Regions from separate parts of the Sus scrofa genome. Here regions 2 and 3 are each linked to region 1. The links are chromatin contacts, called in public Hi-C and HiChIP or PLAC-seq maps. All regions are on one chromosome and are shown on one strand. Each heading gives the region's core, a stretch centred on a gene start, on an enhancer-like site or on the middle of the called end of the contact. The rest is flanking DNA. Distances are from core to core; before and after follow the strand shown.

Region 1 (3,053 bases), core at 125-2,624:
CCCCTGGTCCTAGGGTCCCGCCCCTCCCTGAAGCAAGCAGGGAAGGGGGAGGAGAAAGTAATCAACTCAGCCTAAGCATCCATGGAGGAGCAGCCATTTCTCCAGGGCCTGCCTGTTGCTACAGAATTAGTCCCCAGCCTCTCTACCCAGCCTGGCAGTTTCCATCCCCTCCCTCCAGTACAGGAAAGAATGACCCTGGAGGAGGGTTAGGATGAGGTCCAAAAGGATGGGGCGAAGGCAGGGCCAAAGCCCCCCACATACTTCCCACCTTCCAGGAACAAAAGACAGGAGTCTGGGAGGTGCTCAGATGCTCAGTCCCTGCCAGGCAGCCAACCTGGCCTGTAGGCCAGGTGCCCAATCCCATCCAGACCCAGGAGGGCCTCCAACTCATCACAGTCTGGAACCTGCCCCCTTTGCTGTCCTCCATCACCCCCGTAGCTCTGAAGTGTGCGTGGGCAGTTTACAGCACCAACTCACCCCCATAATCCAAAGCCATGAAGATCCCTAAGGTTCCCCGGTTTTAAGCTTTCAGCCCTGAGCCACCCCTTCAATTGCCGGTGTCTAGGCTCCACCCTTACCCCATTCTTGTTTCTGCCAGAGCCCCAAGGAACCTGAGCCCCCCTTCACTTTTAGAGCAAATCTCAACTGCAACCTCAGGCCTCCCACGTCAAGGCCCCGTCTCCTCCGCCCCCGCCCGCAGGGCCCTGACCCTTTCTGCAGATTTCATCCATCAGAGACCCTTTCCCTAATTCCCCTCCTTCCAGACCCCTTGTCACGTCCTCCCAGGCCGGCGCCTCTCAAGGCCTAGAAGATCTAGAGGGACCGCCGCCTCAACCCGACTCCTGTCTTCCGCAGACCCCCTTTATCCTCTAATCTTTCCCCAACCCTATCCTGCTTTTCTAAACGCGTACACTTCCCAGGCCCCCTCCCTGGGCCCCACCCCAGGACCCTCTTTCCCTACCTGCAGGGCCCAGGGTCCTTCCCCAGATTCCGCTATTCCAGGTCCCCACTTCAAAATCGCAGTCCCCCACCTCCTCCTCTTCAGATGCTGGGCCCAGATTCCCTCCCCAACCTCCCAACTCTGAAATCGGGTTCCAGCCGCCACCCCTAGTTCAGGCACCGGGGCCCTCGGCACACCGTATACGTGTCCACGAGCTCAGAGCCCACGACGCGAGCCTCCTTGGCCGGCTCGGCCTCCGGTTCGGGCCCGAAGCTGCGCGCCGCGGCCGCCATGTTCCGGGCTCGGTCGCCGCCGCCGCCCGGAGCAGACTGGCAGCAGCAGGGGGCGGGGTCAGCGTCCCACCGCCCCCCGACGGCCCCCGCCCCCCGCCCCACGCTGCTCACCAAGCAGCCATCTTGGACCGGCCGCCTCCTCGCGCCCCGCCCAGCTCCGCCCCTCGCGCGTAATTGACAGCAGCTGCCAATGGCGCGCGTGCGCAGGCTGCCCGGGAAGGTCCACTTGCGTAATCTGTACCTGCCTGGCCCCGCCCGCCGCGCTCCTAGCAGCGGGGGAGAAACTGAGGCTCCGGGCGGGAACTGCTCTGGGAATTGCCAGTCAGTGCCCAGGAAGGAAGGACCAATGGCCCCGCACCTTCCGGCGTACCTGAAGCGAGTCACTGCTTCGCTTGGTCTCAGTTTCCTTCTCCAGAAAAGAGGCAGTGGTTACCTCTCACCTTCCTCTTGGGCTCATTCCCAGTTGAGCACAAGAAGGCTAAAGGAGAAGAAAAATTGGGGCTTAGAATGCAAGCAGGACAGAATAATTGTGTCAGTTCTTAACCTCTCCAAGACTCAGATCTATGTCACATGGGCTTCCAGAGAACTGAGTGGGCTAGTCCACGCAAACGCCTGGCAGGCAAGGCAGGGAGCTGGTGTGAGTTCTGCGAGAAGGTGTTGAGTTAGGTGGAAGCAATGGCTATGTGCTGGCCATCTGGCACAAGACCCCCGCTGGTGTTCTACTAGAGCTCAAAATGAGGGGGCGATAGATTGGCTCTGGACCCAGGAACTGCAGTACTGGAGCACAGGCAGAGAAGGAGCCTTAACCCAGGGGAAGACCCAGATCTAGAAGAGAGAGGTGGTAAACCAACTTCAGGGGAACAGTCTTACACAGATGGGGCATCTGTGAGGGTGAGTTTGTTGAATGATTGATTGAATGCAGTCAAGCCCAGAGCTAGTACTTCTCTCCCTGGGGAGATGAGAGGTCTCAGGCAGGGCTTCTCTGGCACCCTTGGCAGAAAGGCTCCAGCCCATACTCTCCTGAGGTAGGTCAGTGCCTTCCTTCTCCACTAGTACCACAGCACCGTACTCTGAACTTGGCATTCGAGGCTTCTCTGAGGGTTCTGCTCTCCCACCCTCTCCTTACATAGTGTTGCCCCTGCTCCAGAGAGGTTTAACCTAAGTTAGGAGCTGCCACGTCAGCCAGACCTCAAGCAAGTCCTTCCAGGAGCCTCACCTATTCCCTTGATTGGATAGGGGTTGAGCTGCTGTGTATAGGGGCCTCACCTCCGGGGCAGACAGGAGCTGCAGTATAGTGGGCCCCAGGCGAGGCCCCTGTACACAGCTCCCGTCTGTCCTGGGCTTATGTTTTCATTTTTTCAAAAAACTTTTCTGGAGAGTCCCTGGGGAGATGGAGGACAGAGGGAGAGAGACCTGGTCCTTATAGCCCTTCATCTTCTCCTTGCCCTGGGCGGAGGACACAGGGACTCAGGCCAGTGTGAGATCACCAGGTCCAGGGGAGGGAGTGGAGGATACGGCAGGCAGGGGTGGGCTGGGCCGGGAATGTGGCGGGGCAGGGCTATTTAAGCCGAGGGCCGCTGCTGGCAACCTCAGCAGCCTGCCCTGTGAGCCGCCAGTATGGATGACATCTACAAGGCTGCGGTGAGGGATGGGCCTGGGCAGGGCTGGGGTGGCGGGCCCACAGGGGGCTCATTCAGCTCATGATGGGGGCAAGGTCACCTGAAGGAGATGGTGGGAATCCAGGAGAGGGACCACGTACTTTCAACCCAGGCCCTCAGGGGCTGGTGGGGCTGGCATTCCAGGGTGTGGAAGGGGTGAGG
Region 2 (3,148 bases), core at 250-2,749, 590 kb before region 1:
CCAACCAAAATCAAAAGTCTAGCATAAAAGATTTTAATAAGCAAAGGATAAGGAAAGAATTATTTAATAAATGGCGACTCCATAAGCAAAAAAAAAAAAAAAATTGGTGATGGCGGTAGTTAGTTAAATCCATATTTGATACCACATGGCAAAATAAACTTATCATGGATAATTGCCAAATAATTAAATATAAAATTAAATTGTGCAAGAGTTTCTGCTGTAGTGCAATGGGATTGGTGGCATCTTGGGAGCCCTAGGACACAGGTTCAATCCCAGGGCTGGCACAGTGGGTTAAGGATCCAGTGTTGCTGCAGCTGTGGCTTAGGTTGCAACTGGGGCTTGGATCTGATCCTTGGCCCTGGAACTCCAAATGCCAGGAGTGGTCAAAAAAGACTAAGTAAATAAATAAAATTGTAGAAAATCAGTGGAAAAATACACTATCAGATGGGTGGAAGAAAGCTCGCTTCATCAGCATTGGAGCAATTAAAAAAATCACAAGAGACTAGCATGACAGATTGAATAAAACAAAAAAAGAACAATGGACTGTCACTTTGGATCACTGACAACATAGGAACAATATAACATAAAAAAATGCTTATTCGAAGTTAGAAGAGGTTCAAGTCCCCAAAAGATGAATAGACATGAACAGATCATTTATAGAAGGGAAATACAGATAGTAAATGCAGGGATAAACATTTACTGAGAAATACTGAAGTAACCTTGAACTACCAACAGACACTGCTAAAATAGGGGAGAAAAAAGATGGTACCCAAGGCTTAGAAATGTGTATTAAACTCTTTACACTTGTTCCTGGGAGGTGGAGAATGAGTAGGGCAGCAGCTCTTTGGTAAGTCCTCTGGCACTGTGGGGCAAGCCCACCTCGCCCTTCCTTGCTTAGCCTTTCATCTGGGTATTTAACTGCCAGGAATCTATCCCAAAGGCAGAACTAAGGGATGTGTTAGTAAACAATTGTAAGGAACCAAAATAGGCAATGGTAGGAGACTGACTGAATGGATGAAGATATCTGCACACATTAAAAATGCATCATGTGAACAAAAGAAAAATGTTAGTGATGGTAGCAAACACAAAAGACAATGTGTGGTTGCTACTATGTAAAGACGTGTAGGTGGGTGGAAGGTTTAATGTGTGAAAAGTTTCATGTATTATGGATACTACTTTACTCTTTTTGCATTTTTCTTCCTCCCTGGCTGTCATATTGTCTTTTCAGGGGCAGTTAAAATATCCAGCCAGCAGCGTGCCTGTGAGCAACTCTGTAAAGTGGGGTATTATTTCCCAGCGCAGACTTGAACCGCATTTGGCACCCCTGAATTCCTTGCGGTGGGGATGACTCCTCCACCTTGAAAGGCAGCAGTGATCAGCGCCCATCGGAGCCCTCCTCTCAGGACCGGGAGTCCGAGCACTCCCAGGTCTCCGAGGCTCGGGCACTTCCTTCTCTCTTCCAGAGCAGGTGGGGACGGGCGAGTGTCCCACCAGCACCTGTGTTCGGTGGGTAAGGGGCGAACGAGCTCGGAGAAGTAAACCGCAAGTGGGCACCTCGGGTTGCGGGGCCGGTTCATAGTCACTAAGGAGCTACTGTCTCGACCCCGGGGCCCTGCTCTCCCGCCCGATTTAGACAGCCGTCTCTTGCCACCTCGCCAGGGCCCCGAGCGGCAGGAAAACTCGGATTTACAGGGCGCCTCCTGCGGAAGCCTAGAAATACCGGGTGCGCCGCGGGGCTCCGGTCTGACTTCGCAGTCAGGGGGCAGTTAGGTGCCCTCCCAGGTCTCAAGGGTGCGCCAGATCCCGGACGTGGGCCAGGCGGGCGGACGCAGCCTTCTCCCGCGGCGACACGCGCCTAACTGGGCTCAGGCCGCCGCTCGGTGCGTTCCTGCGCTAATGCCATCTTGCCAGAGGCTGTCACGTGCGGACGACAGCATCGCGCTTCGCCCCGGCCCGAACGCCAAAACCGACATCGGGACGCCACCTGGTTCCCGGGGTTCCATCCAACCCGAGGTGAGGTGAGGGGGCCCTTCCCTCGTGGGTCCGAGCAGGGGCAGCGTGGGCGCTGGGTCCTGGGAGGCGCGTTTCTCCGTCGGGGCCCCAACGCGCCGGGCTGTAGCGCCGTCGGGGGCGGGAGGCGCCACCGCGTGCCCTGTGCCACGGCCCAGGGGGTGTCCAGGGCAAGTTGTGGGCTGGAGCATGCCGGGCGGCGGCGGCGGGTGGCTCTGGACCCCCAGGACTTAAGTCTGCAGTCGCCTCGCCTCCGGCACAGGTCCCGCGGGGCGGGCAGACGCGCGGGAGGGCTTGGAGAGGCCGGGCCGGGGGGCGCCACACGCGCGGCGCGAGGGGCGCCGGCTGCCGGGAGGAGCGCGGATGGTGGGGGGGGCGCGGGCGCATGCGCCCTGCGCCCGTGCCATATTGGAATGAGTCGGAGTGCGGAGCGCCGCGGCCGCCGCCTCCGCCGGAGCGCGGGTGGAGGGGGGCGGGGAGAGCTGCCTGCCGCCCCGCTCCGCGGAGCCCAGCAGGAAGGAGGGCGCGAGCGGGCGAGCGCAGGCGGCGCGAACGGAAAAAGCGTCCGCGCGGGCGAACGAAAAGAAGGAAAGAAAGAAAGAAAACGAGCGCGAGAGGGGAAAAGCGAGCTATTGAGAGAGCGAGCGCGCGAAAACTCCCGGCAGGTAAAAAAGCGGGGCTGCCGGCTGGGCCTTCCCGCGCGGCGGCCTGAAGGGGCGGCGGCGGCGCGGGGACTGGGGACTGCCTGCTGGCCCCTTCTAGGCGGCCGCGCAACTTTGCCAACGAAAATCCGCCGGGAGCCGGCGGCCGGCGGGCGCGCGGGCTGAGGCGCCAACGGGCGGCGGCGGCACGTTGGGGGCGGGGGCGGGGCGGGGGGAGCGCGACGCCCGCGCGCGGCCTGGCGCGCCCCCGAGGCCCCGCGCGCTGGCCGGCCGGGAGGCAGGAGCGCGCCTGGGCGCCTCGCCGCGGTAGCGAGACGCGGCCGGCCGTCTCAAGCCGGCAGCAGGGCGCACGGCAGCCCCCGGGCGTGAAAGGAAAGTGGCCAGTCGGCCGCACCGGGGGCGCCCAAGTTCCCTGGCGCGCTGGGCCCGCCGCGCGCCCCTCCCCGCGCGTCCCACGCTCCCGCCCGCCGAGCCCC
Region 3 (3,153 bases), core at 126-2,625, 610 kb before region 1:
AGGAACTCCTGTGTCATTCCTTCTTAACCAGAACCATCTGGGTGTATCAGATTGAATTTGGGAAAATGGGCTCCTTTAGGGGCCTAATGATGGAAATATTATAAATACTCTTTAATTATCCTCCAGATTAATTAGCAGAAGTTGTGGGGTGCCCCATCCCAAAGTGCAGTCAGCTTCTGGCCTGTTCGCTATTCCATCCTTCTGGGGCAGTGTGGTTCAGTGGGAAAGTGTGTAAGGTGAGCAATAGGGAGTCAGATCTTTCCCACACAAACTGGGTGCTCACCAGAGTAGGTGCACCCAGAGCTCTGTCCAGGCTGCATCATATGCATAGAGACCCCTCCCCACAGCTTGTCAACCTGATCACAGTGCACTGTGTCTCACACTGAACATAGCAAGTGTGGAAGTATGTAAGAGCTGTGGTTGGCTAATCGGCATGGTGTTAGGCTCTGCAGACATTCAAACATCAGTTTTAAAGCTTACTGTTTTGGAGCCAGTCAATTTATTTCCTTCTCAGTCATTTCTGTAGGTTCCTAAAGAGTTGGAGTGCCCTGGATGCTGTGCCTTGAGGTGAGTGAACAAAGGGCCTTGGGGGCTTGAGAAGCCAGAGGGGTGCTGCCCCGTGAGGCTGGCAGGTGCCGGGCGCTCCGGGCAGCTCCTCCTGGCTTCACAATGGGGCCCAGGCGGTGGGCAGTCAGGCTGGTGGGCATGAGAGAAGGAGTCCCAGAACCAAATGCTGCTCTCAGGGTAGAGGTCCAGCTTCTCACATTGATGAAATCATCTCTTTCACCACCTTTATCTTCTTCCCACAATCTCTCCTCTCTGCTTTAAGCTCTGTTCTAAAGCAGAGCCCCTGAGGAGAAATGGACCCGGCACAGGTTATCTTCAAAGGGCAGCTACTGTGGGTCATGGGTCATAAGTGAGCCAGTGGATGGGCCACCCTCAGGGCAGGTAAGCACCCAGTTCAGTCAGCTCTCACTTGGCAGGGGCTGGCCAGGGTGGTATGGTTCATCCACAGTTGTCCCTTCAGCTCTGGAGGGGCTGCATGATGGCCTCTGATGTAACAGCTGACTCATGAAAGAATGTTCTGGTCCACCATTTACTTGTCTCATTACCTCCCTTGCTCCCAGATGTGTCCCAAAGTTACGACCCTGTTGACTTTACTGTAACCATGTTGTCCTGGTCTGACCAATGCATTTGGCAGAAGCCACCAGGGCTCAGAGCACTCAGTGGGAAAGGGACCTGGAAATCTGGCAGCTCTTGGTCATTTACTCTCATCTGCACCACAAACTGGGGCCTTGGAACAGGGCTCTGATGCTGTCAGCACAGCGAGCAGTGACTAATTAAGACACAACCACATTAGTCACGTTGGAGGTGACAACTGAGCAGCATGTTTCGGGTTCCTGTCTGAGAGATCCTGACACACTTTTCAATTATGTGGAACTAATAGTGTGCGGCTTCCACGCAGCCATGTCAGCAGGAGAGAAGGGGGTCTGAAATGAAAGCATGACTCACTGTGGCTCCTCACTCACTTCTTGGCACTTCCTATTGAAAATTACAAAAGGTGACACCAGGGGAACCAGCATCAGGGTGTCTTTCAGAAGGGTGTTATAAGATGACTCTGAGTGACACAGGAGCCCGGTCCTTTCAATAGGTGCACCTTGCGAACCCCAGCGTTGGCTAGTTCCAGCCTCCCTGTTCTCAAGGCGCACTCTCGTCTGGCCGCCATCAGAGCCTGGCACAGCCAAGCAGGGAGAAGCACGAAGACCCAGGAGAACCGAAACACTGTAGCCATGAGGAAAACAGGAATGTTTCCTCCACACATAATCCCAACCAAATTAGGGAATGTTGCTGAAATAGCTTTCCTTTTTGTTTCCCCTAGGGCCTCAACACAACAATTTTATGAACAAACCAGACTAGTACAGTGCATTTTTATGTTCCTGAGCTAGAGCCGAAGATTCCTTTCTTTCTCTCGTGGCTTGTGAGATCCCTAAGTTGTGTCTCTTCCATGACGAGAAAATGCTCTTGCAGGTGTGCAGATGTCAGGCTGTCGGGGTCAATAGAAAGGACAGAGCTACTTGCATTTTTTTTTTTTTTCTCTTTCGTAACTGGAGAGTGACATCATGCAGGGCTGATGGCATGATGCCCAAGCACACTGGCTGCCTGTCCTCGTCTCCTCTTAGCTCTCCTGCAGCAAACCTGCCACCACGGGGCCAAGCCATGCTCTGGTGGAGAAGGACCCCAGCCTTGTCCTTCCTGCGGCGTTCTTTCCATCTGCACTACCACTGGGGAAATCCTCTCGTGTCCACATCTGCCTTCTGAGATACACAAGCAGGGTTTGCCTTCTAAGCGGCCCATGGTGTTGCATACGTGCATACACCCCAGCCTGGATGCCCCTTTCTACCTCACTGGGTGATCTTGATCAAGTCTCCCTCACTCTACCAGGTGTGGCACACTGAGCGCATGCAGGTGCCACCTACCTCTGGACTCCGTTCCTCTGTTATCAAGGGGCCAAATTTGATTTGTGCTGTAAACACTGAGCCTAAGGACTCAAAGGAGCCATCCAACTCCTACTGCAGTACCCTTCTTATCTGTCTTGAAAATTGGGGGCAGAGTTCCCAATATGGCTCAACAGTAATGAACCTGCCTAGTATCCATGAGGATGTGGGTTCAATACCTGGCCTTCCTCAGTGGGTTAAGGATCTGGCGTTGCCAAGAGCGGTGGTATAGGTTGAAAACATGGCTTGGATCACACATTGCTGTGGCTGTGGCATAGGCTGGTAGCTGTAACTCCAATTCAAACCCTAGCCTGGGAACTTCCATATGCCATGGGTGTGGCCTTAAAAAGACAAAAGAAAGAAAAGAAAATTGAGAGTTAGTTTAAGAGTTTGCTTAGAAGTTCCTGTCGTGGTACAGCAGAAATGAATCCGACTGGGAACCATGAGGTTGCGGGTTCAATCCCTGTCCTTGCTCAGTAGGTTAAGGATCTGGCATTGCTGTGAGCTATGGTGTAGGTTGCAGACATGGCTTGAATGCTGAATTGCTGTGGCTGTGGCCTAGGCTGGCAGCTGTAGCTCTGATTGGACCCCTAGTCTGGGAACCTCCATATGCCACAGGTGCAACCCTAAAAAGCAAAAAAAAAAAAAAAAAAAAAGT

Evidence for each region. A called contact is a pair of places that touch in the nucleus more often than the background predicts. HiChIP or PLAC-seq counts read pairs in DNA pulled down with a chosen protein or histone mark.
Region 2: a Hi-C map of omental adipose tissue shows a contact between it and region 1, with 1.7 times the contacts expected there. The contact joins the promoter of SFMBT1 here to the promoter of NISCH in region 1. A contact is called at or near these places in 2 of 5 promoter capture datasets (fetal liver and fetal skeletal muscle) and 7 of 47 Hi-C or Micro-C datasets (embryonic fibroblasts, heart right ventricle, mesenteric adipose tissue and 4 more).
Region 3: a contact with region 1 is called in an H3K27ac HiChIP or PLAC-seq map of alveolar macrophages. The contact joins the enhancer-like site here to the promoter of NISCH in region 1. A contact is called at or near these places in 1 of 5 promoter capture datasets (fetal skeletal muscle), 5 of 47 Hi-C or Micro-C datasets (embryonic fibroblasts, heart right ventricle, mesenteric adipose tissue and 2 more) and 1 of 2 datasets of contacts at active chromatin or transcription factors (alveolar macrophages).

Annotation. Positions count from the first base shown.
Region 1 is chr13:34,594,109-34,597,161 of Sscrofa11.1, reverse strand. NISCH (nischarin) reads right to left here and starts at 1,374. Exons shown (of 21, transcript XM_001925354.5): 1 at 1,138-1,374. The coding sequence starts at 1,233. TNNC1 (troponin C1, slow skeletal and cardiac type) reads left to right here and starts at 2,842. Exons shown (of 6, transcript NM_001130243.1): 1 at 2,842-2,874. The coding sequence starts at 2,851.
Region 2 is chr13:35,179,425-35,182,572 of Sscrofa11.1, reverse strand. It overlaps SFMBT1 (scm-like with four MBT domains protein 1), which reads left to right and starts at 1,499. Exons shown (of 22, transcript XM_021068955.1): 1 at 1,499-2,013.
Region 3 is chr13:35,202,538-35,205,690 of Sscrofa11.1, reverse strand. All of the region lies in intron 13 of RFT1 (protein RFT1 homolog), which reads left to right. Among named protein-coding and RNA genes, the nearest start is that of SFMBT1, 23 kb to the right of the region's middle. Within about 2 kb of position 1,375, at least 15 of the 83 cell types and tissues checked have an H3K27ac peak or open chromatin away from gene starts, as enhancers often do. A contact at or near this core is called in alveolar macrophages, retroperitoneal adipose tissue and subcutaneous adipose tissue, where this site is marked.